Regions from separate parts of the Mus musculus genome. Here region 1 is linked to region 2. Evidence: chromatin contacts called from public Micro-C data. All regions are on one chromosome and are shown on one strand. Each heading gives the region's core, a stretch centred on a gene start, on an enhancer-like site or on the middle of the called end of the contact. The rest is flanking DNA. Distances are from core to core; before and after follow the strand shown. Region 1 holds the start of Fam189a1 (family with sequence similarity 189, member A1). Region 2 holds the start of Chrna7 (cholinergic receptor, nicotinic, alpha polypeptide 7).

Region 1 (3,730 bases), core at 409-2,908, 1.9 Mb before region 2:
GAACCCAGATGCAACTGACTTTGGAGCAATTATCTGTGTGCTGACAAAGTCCCCCGGAGACCAAAAAGCGCCCCCCCCCCCGGGGGGCCTGCCTGCTTTTACTTGTCTCAGACCTTCTCCCTGCCAAACAGTGGACTTTTAAACATAATTTTGACTAGTATACAATGTGGATAAGCTAAGTAATTTGCTCATTTGTAATGCCGATTATCTCTCTTTTGATGTCTTAGAGGCAAGGCTTCTGTCTGGTTTTTGTTTGCTGAGGTACTTACCTCTAAGAGCCTTAAATGGGTGGCTTCTGCTTAGACCCCCTAGTCTGAGCCGGTTTTCAGAAGAATGCCTGAATGGGCGAGGGAGGTGAGGGCAGTCGAGTATCACGCTTTGATATTGTTTCAAGCACTGACAAAAATGCTTCCTGAGAACTTCTAGATAGAAAATACCTCCAGGAAATTGGAATTTGTACTAGGGCGCTCTAAACACCTGGCCAGAGGCTTATTTCATTTTATAAAGAACTGGGAGAGACGACAGCAGTTGGCCACGGGCCAATATTTGGAGGTCATCCACTTTATCCTGGGATTCCCACCCTCTCTCTCTTCATCCCTTGGCCATCCAGTTAAATTGGAAAATAAATCCCATCCCTGGTAAGGTGTTGGCTGATAAAGGCTGAGCTATTGCCCCTTCAAGGGGAATTTGCATTTTAATAGGGGCTCGTCAAGCCCCAAAGGAATCAATATCTCTAACGCTGAAATTTCAAGCACCAGCAATTGAGATATTTTCGGGAGGACACTGTTCGGTATTTCCAATCCAATGGGGCGGGGGTTGAGGGGGAGGAGGCAGACAGGGATGGAGGACTCCATAAGTCCTGCCAAGAGGTCATGGAAGAATGACCTTTGAATTTCATCTTTTGCAACTTTCCTTTTCGGCCAGTCCTTCATACTTCCGACCCTGCAGACTCCATTCAACACTGATAGGCTTAAAGTTGTCCCATCAACAGGACCACAAAAGGCATTGGGACAACCGAATTTCCAGGTTTCCTTGCAATTTCAAGGAAGCCAATCATTAAATCTGGGGGCAAGAGGGAGTATAGGCTGTTTAATACAACCTCCATTTACATTTGCTCTTGTATACTGTTTTAAAGGCTAAACTTGGGACTTGTTTTATAAAACGCCCCGCAAAGGAGAAGTGGATAGAAGGCAGCTGCTTGCCCCAGGGGTGTCCTAGGTGGCTTCTAGGGTGATTCTGCACGAAGGCGGCTAGGCTTATTAACTGGAGGTCGCCACGCCTGGGGCTCAGCGCAGGAAATCGACATCCAAGCCCTTTCAGAGCCTCAGGTCCCACAACCCCGCTCCCACGCCTTGGCCAAAGGGTCCTCTCGGAGTCCTCTGTCCTTGCCGGTGTCCAGGCTCCGTCCGTCCTCTCCCCAGTATCCGACTCGGCCCAGGAGGAGGCACCAACGCGGAGGACACACCCGCGACCTCTCCTGCTCCCTGCCTTGTCCCCCCCTTCGGCTTCGGTTCCCTCCCGGGCCCCGGCGCACAGCGGCTAGGCTCGCTCCCGAAGCCCGCGGCGGCTCGCGCCCGGCACGGCGGCTCGCGCCCGCGCTCGGCCAGGGGAGCGCGCGGACGGGCGGGCGAGCGGGAGAGGGCGCAGCGCGGCCGGCGGGCCCTGCGCAGCGGCGGTGGCATGGGCGCGGGCACCGGTGCGGGCTGCGGGCGCCCGGCTCTCCGCCCGGCCCGAGCCGCTCGCGTCGGCCGCGCGCCGCAGCCTCTGCTGCTGCCCGCGGGGAGGCGGTCCCCGCAGCCAGCGCAACTTGCCCCGGCGCCTCGGTGAGAGGAGCGCAGCGCGGAGAGAGCTTGCGGGACGAGATGCCTCCGGCCGGCGGCCCCCGCACACCGCGTCCGCACGCGCTGCCCCGCAGCCTGTCCCGCCTGCGCGAGTGCCCGGGCCGTTCCCGCATCGTGCTGGCTCTCGGGGCCACGCAGATGGCGCTCGGATGCCTCATCGTGGCCGTGAGCTTCGCGGCGCTGGCTCTCACCACCTCCGCCCGCGTGCGCCACTCCTGCCCTTTCTGGGCCGGCTTCTCGGTGAGTGTCTGCGGCGGCGGCGCGGGCTGGGACCCGGAGCTGCAGTGGCGGGGGACGCGGCCGGCGCCGAGTGGGGGAGCGGACGCCCGGGTCTGGCAGCTGCGGCTCGGCTAGCAGTTTCCAAGTCCGGGCCGGGGAACTCCGGGGACCGCCGCGCGTCGCGCTGCCGCTCCAAAGCGTTGCGCCCGGAGTTACTTTTCTGAGGGGAAAACAGCCAGGCGCCCTCCCTTCGCCACCTGGTGGGTAGCAGTCGGTGGCTGGTGCCTGCCTGGGACAACTGCCCGGATCCCCACTCGCCGCCGATGACCGACCCGGGCAGCGGGCGACTGTGACCAAGGCGGCACGGGGGCGCCCGAGCCCGGTGCAGTACCCGCTGTGCACGGCTCCCTTCGCTGCGGTTCTCGCCGGGGGCGCGCAGGGCTGTGGGTCAGTCTGGAGAGGACCGACTGGTCCCCGCTCTGGCACCTCCCGGACGCAGGGACATCTTGTTTCCCCTTAAGCCCAGGACGGTCTGGCTGGACCTGCTGGAGATCCGGAGTCAGGAGCGTGCTATTTAAAATCCAGATTGATTTTCGGGTTCTTGACCCTCAAATGTTTCCTCCAGCAAACATTTATTAAAGAAGCCATTGGTTCGAGATGATTTTCTTTTCTTTTCTTTTCTTTTCTTTTCTTTTCTTTCTTTCTTTCTTTCTTTCTTTCTTTCTTTCTTTTTTTTTTTTTTTTGGTATTTTGTATTGTTTTGGTGAAAGTTGCTTATATTCTGTATTAATAAAGCATGGACATATGGGAATAGGGATAAATGTGGCACGGGTATTTATAACGATGGGCACTTGTTTCGAGAACTCTTGACATCTGTAACTACATTTGGTCAGTGGTGCACAAATACATTACAGTGAACCTTCTGCGTTTAAATTCCGCTTACGAAGACCCAAAACAAGCCTTGGCAATCAATGCTCGTCGTTTGTTCTTAACTTTTGTAATTAAAAAAAAAAAAAAAAAGTCCAGTCCTGCATGGCTTTTATTTATTTATTTAGTTTGGAATGGCCTTTGTTCTGGCAAGTTCCTTGTCTGGTTTAAAATGAGATCTTAGCCAAACTACCCTGGAAACAAGGATCGATACAGGTGTGGCTGTTCATCCAAATGGGGGTATTAATTTTCAAAGCTTATTTCAGACAGGGGTGGGGACTCATCTGGGAGAGCAGAATAGGAAGGCAGAACGTGTGGTCACAGCTCCCAGTGTTCAGATCGATGAGAGGAGGTGGGAGGCAGCCTCCAGGGAGCCGTGGTCCAAACCCGCCCCTATATATAGTCTCCACACATCTGTTGCTCGGTTTTTAGCATTACTTAATATGCGTTGTTTTCATGTCTGTCTAGTGGGTACTGAGTTTCAGCCTGCTGGAACCAGCCTACAGGTGGCAGGCTGGTGAATTAGCAAGGATTCCTGGCTCTTTCCGGAGCCTCCCCCACCTCCTCTGAGCCTTAGCTGGATTCCCTAGGGTGTTCTAAGAGAACTGATTTTATACACACACACACACACACACACACACACACACACACACACACACACACAGAGAGAGAGAGAGAGAGAGAGAGAGAGAGAGAGAGAGAGAGAGAGAGAGAGATTTTATATATATATGGAAATATATCTT
Region 2 (3,380 bases), core at 614-3,113:
TGTGTAGGGTTTGTTTCCAGTTGCCTTTATAAACTTGGATACATTGTGTTTCCTTTTACCTTTTCTTTATGCTGAGGATGGGATTAAGCAGTGAGCCTACACATATGAGTAAACTCTATACTCTCAGATTATTTTACACTGCACAGATGAAAGTAACTGGGTCTCATTGAGAGCACTAGGTGCTTTCAGTCTTCTCAGAACTGAGGAACTGAGTTAATGGGTTGTTTGCAGAGCCTCCAGGTGTCTGCCCAAGCATAGGTCATAAACAGGTATTGACCAATTGTCCCACCCAAAGACGATTATTTCCTTGGTTGCTGATCTTACAGGGCATAGCTTTAGTGGTATGTTTGGGGGCCCCTAAATGTGACTCCCCAACTCAGTAAGGATGTAATCATGGTTTCTGTAATGTGATCCCAGTTGGCCACACTCAGGAGAAGTTGGTTTTCCTGGCTTATCCCTCTGTAGTGCTAGCGAGGGCTCTTAGGCACTTTCAGACTGAGAATAGAAGAGAGAGCCCTTCCATCCCACCACCAGTGCAGATGGTTTTCTGCTTCTAGCCGATGCTGTGTGCTTCCCCTTCTCTGATGTTTTTTTTTTTTTTCCTTCTCTCCTATCTTCCTGGCAGTGAATGCTTTACAGCTCATTCCTTCACCAAGTGCCTGCTTTGTGATGTTCCTGCTGTTGGACATAGGATGAGGAGTACCCAGGTGCCAGATATACACCCAACTGTTTGCCACATGCCTCTGCCTGCTGTCCCCTTCCCATGTGGAATACTGGGTCTCCTTTGACGGGAGCCCTGGTCAGTTGTCTGTCTTTTGTTTTTTTGTTTTTGCTTTTTTTTTTAAATGAACTTTCTCCCAAAACAGTTTTCCCCCCTTTGCTCTTAACCTGAAGCTGTGAAACCTTATACCAACTCTTTATACTTCTATTAGTAATCAACATGGGAATCCTTCAAGATACTCATTTCCAGGGTATTGCATGCCACTGCTCCTGCAAACCAAGCAGCTGGAGTCACTATCCCCTTCCCACCACTTCCAGTTTAGTCACTTTTTTTTTTTTTTGATAAGCCTGTCCCTCTTTTTTAGTGTTGTACTTTCTAACCCATTGGAGCAACAGTCTGATGACACAGGTGTTATGGAGTCTGTGGGAAGAGAGGATGGATTCCGCTAACGGAAACCAGAGTAGTCATCAAGGTGTGCTTTCTGTACTTCCGGGGACAAATGGGGTAGCCTAACTCACTTCTGACTGCTCTCATTAGTACCATCCTCCCAATATGGCAGCAAGGAAGATACCTCTAGACCAGGGTCTCTGTGGCTGATCTCCCTCAGTCCTTACTTGTTCATTTACTGTTCTTTGAATCAAAGAGGCCGACAGAATCAAGTTTTGGCTTGTCTTTTCAGAAAGGGATTGGAGTTAATGTTCCAATTTTCTGAATCTGTTTTAAAAGAAAGTGAGACTAGGTCAGGCTTTCTGCTGATAAAGTATGTTATGCCTCAGGAAGGAGCTAATCGCTGGAAACACCAGGTCTTGCAGGGAAAACATAGGCTTACTCCTGCGTGGTCTACCTTGTCTGGCTGGAGAAACTTCTGAGTTTGCGATGCAGATTCTGGTACCAGAGAGAGTCCTGGAGGACTGGGTCTGAAAACTGTTACTGGTGTGAGTACAGAGCACAGTTGGTAGCAGGAGCAAGTAGCTCGGGGTCAGAGGCCATCAACTAGCTGAGCAGGGATGCAGTTCCCGGGGCGGCCACGGAGCTGCGCGGCTCAGAGAGCGCTCGCGAGGCGGGGGCGCGCTGTCACGTGTGGGGGTGCGCGGCGGCGGCGGGCGCGCGCAGCGCTTTAAAGGCGCGGAGGCGGCTGGAGCGGCAGCTCGGCCCCGGCGGACGGCGGGACACGGCGGCTGCTCCGGCGACATGTGCGGCCGGCGGGGAGGCATCTGGCTGGCTCTGGCCGCGGCGCTGCTGCACGGTAACCTCAGCGCGGCTTCGGCCCTACTCCCCGCGGCGGGCTCCGGGGAGCAGACTCCGGCGGGCAGGCGGGCGGGCGGGTGGTCCCGGGTTGCGGCTGGGCGGCGGGGCTGAGATGCTCTGGGGCGGGGTGGCGGCCCCGTGCTGAGGCCCGCTGGGCGCTCTGCTTCCTAAGTGTCCCTGCAAGGCGAGTTCCAGAGGAGGCTGTACAAGGAGCTGGTCAAGAACTACAACCCGCTGGAGAGGCCGGTGGCCAACGACTCGCAGCCGCTCACCGTGTACTTCTCCCTGAGCCTCCTGCAGATCATGGATGTGGTGAGTCTGGCGGGGCGCTCGGGCCACACACCCTCCTGTCCCGGACCAGGTTGCGCTTCGGGCAGGACCCCCAGCCACCTGTGCATGGGTACTTGGGTCGCATCTTTCTTTTAGCTAGAAACTCCCGGCCAAAGTGTCCTAAGCTGGGAGTCAGTAGCAGGAACAGGCTTCCTTGGTCACTTTCAGACTCCCTTAGAAAGAAAACTAGTGCAGCTCTGCGCCCGGAGCCCGGAATAGTTTAGATACTTACAAGCTTTTCTTCCTCTTTAGTGACTGCGTAGTGCCTTGGTGGGGGCCTGGCTTTTCGGCTGCCAATCTGTTTGGGGAGAAGGCCAACTGTAGGTGTCTAGAAGCGTTCCCATTAGGGGGATGGTCATTGGTTTTATTTTGTGGAGACGACAGTTGTGGGCGATCCTTTTTGGAGAATTCCAGGCAGCTAGTAGCAGTCCTCTGGACCCCTTGCAGCAAGCCACACCCCTGCAGTATCTGTGACAGCTTGGTTTTTTTCTTCTGCCAGCTGGGCTACTTTTTACGATTTTTTATAGGTGGAGTCTTCCAAATGATGCCAATACTTAGAAAGTGTTCCAGTGTCTGTTCTCTAGGTGGGTAAGGCTGGAGCAAAGGGATTTTTGTGTTCATCAGGAGAAACTACTGTGAGCAAAGAGGTACCAAAAGAACTTTGGTAAAGTGGCATGGCAGGTGGTACTTCCCACTCCTGCCCTCACTCCTAGGCTGTTCCTTTTAATCTAGTTAGTTCTCATGATGAATGGCTTCTCACTTCATACTATACCCGTTAAATCTGCATCTCTTCCCATGACAGAATCCTACTTTATTAAGTGTGCACTGCACAGTGTGTGTGTGTGTGTGTGTGTGTGTGTGTGTGTGTGTGTGTGTGTGATTTATCATGAGAGATGTAGAAGACAGCTGCTGCCTCGTGGACGATTGTTTTCTAAGTTTACAGAGCACAGACTACAGGGAAGGAAGAAGAAGAAGAAATCTTGTTGGTTTGGAGTCTGAGTGACAGACAGTGAGGAGGAGATTCTGCCATGGAGCAGAACATAGTTCAGAGAGAAGTGGAGGAGGGAGGCAGTGAGGGGGA

Evidence for each region. A called contact is a pair of places that touch in the nucleus more often than the background predicts.
Region 1: a Micro-C map of embryonic stem cells shows a contact between it and region 2, with 5 times the contacts expected there. The contact joins the promoter of Fam189a1 here to the promoter of Chrna7 in region 2. A contact is called at or near these places in 1 of 39 promoter capture datasets (pre-B cells) and 1 of 484 Hi-C or Micro-C datasets (embryonic stem cells).

Annotation. Positions count from the first base shown.
Region 1 is chr7:65,154,456-65,158,185 of GRCm38.p6, reverse strand. Fam189a1 (family with sequence similarity 189, member A1) reads left to right here and starts at 1,658. Exons shown (of 10, transcript NM_183087.4): 1 at 1,658-2,081. The coding sequence starts at 1,863.
Region 2 is chr7:63,211,009-63,214,388 of GRCm38.p6, reverse strand. It overlaps Chrna7 (cholinergic receptor, nicotinic, alpha polypeptide 7), which reads left to right and starts at 1,863. Exons shown (of 10, transcript NM_007390.3): 1 at 1,863-1,967; 2 at 2,142-2,281. The coding sequence starts at 1,913.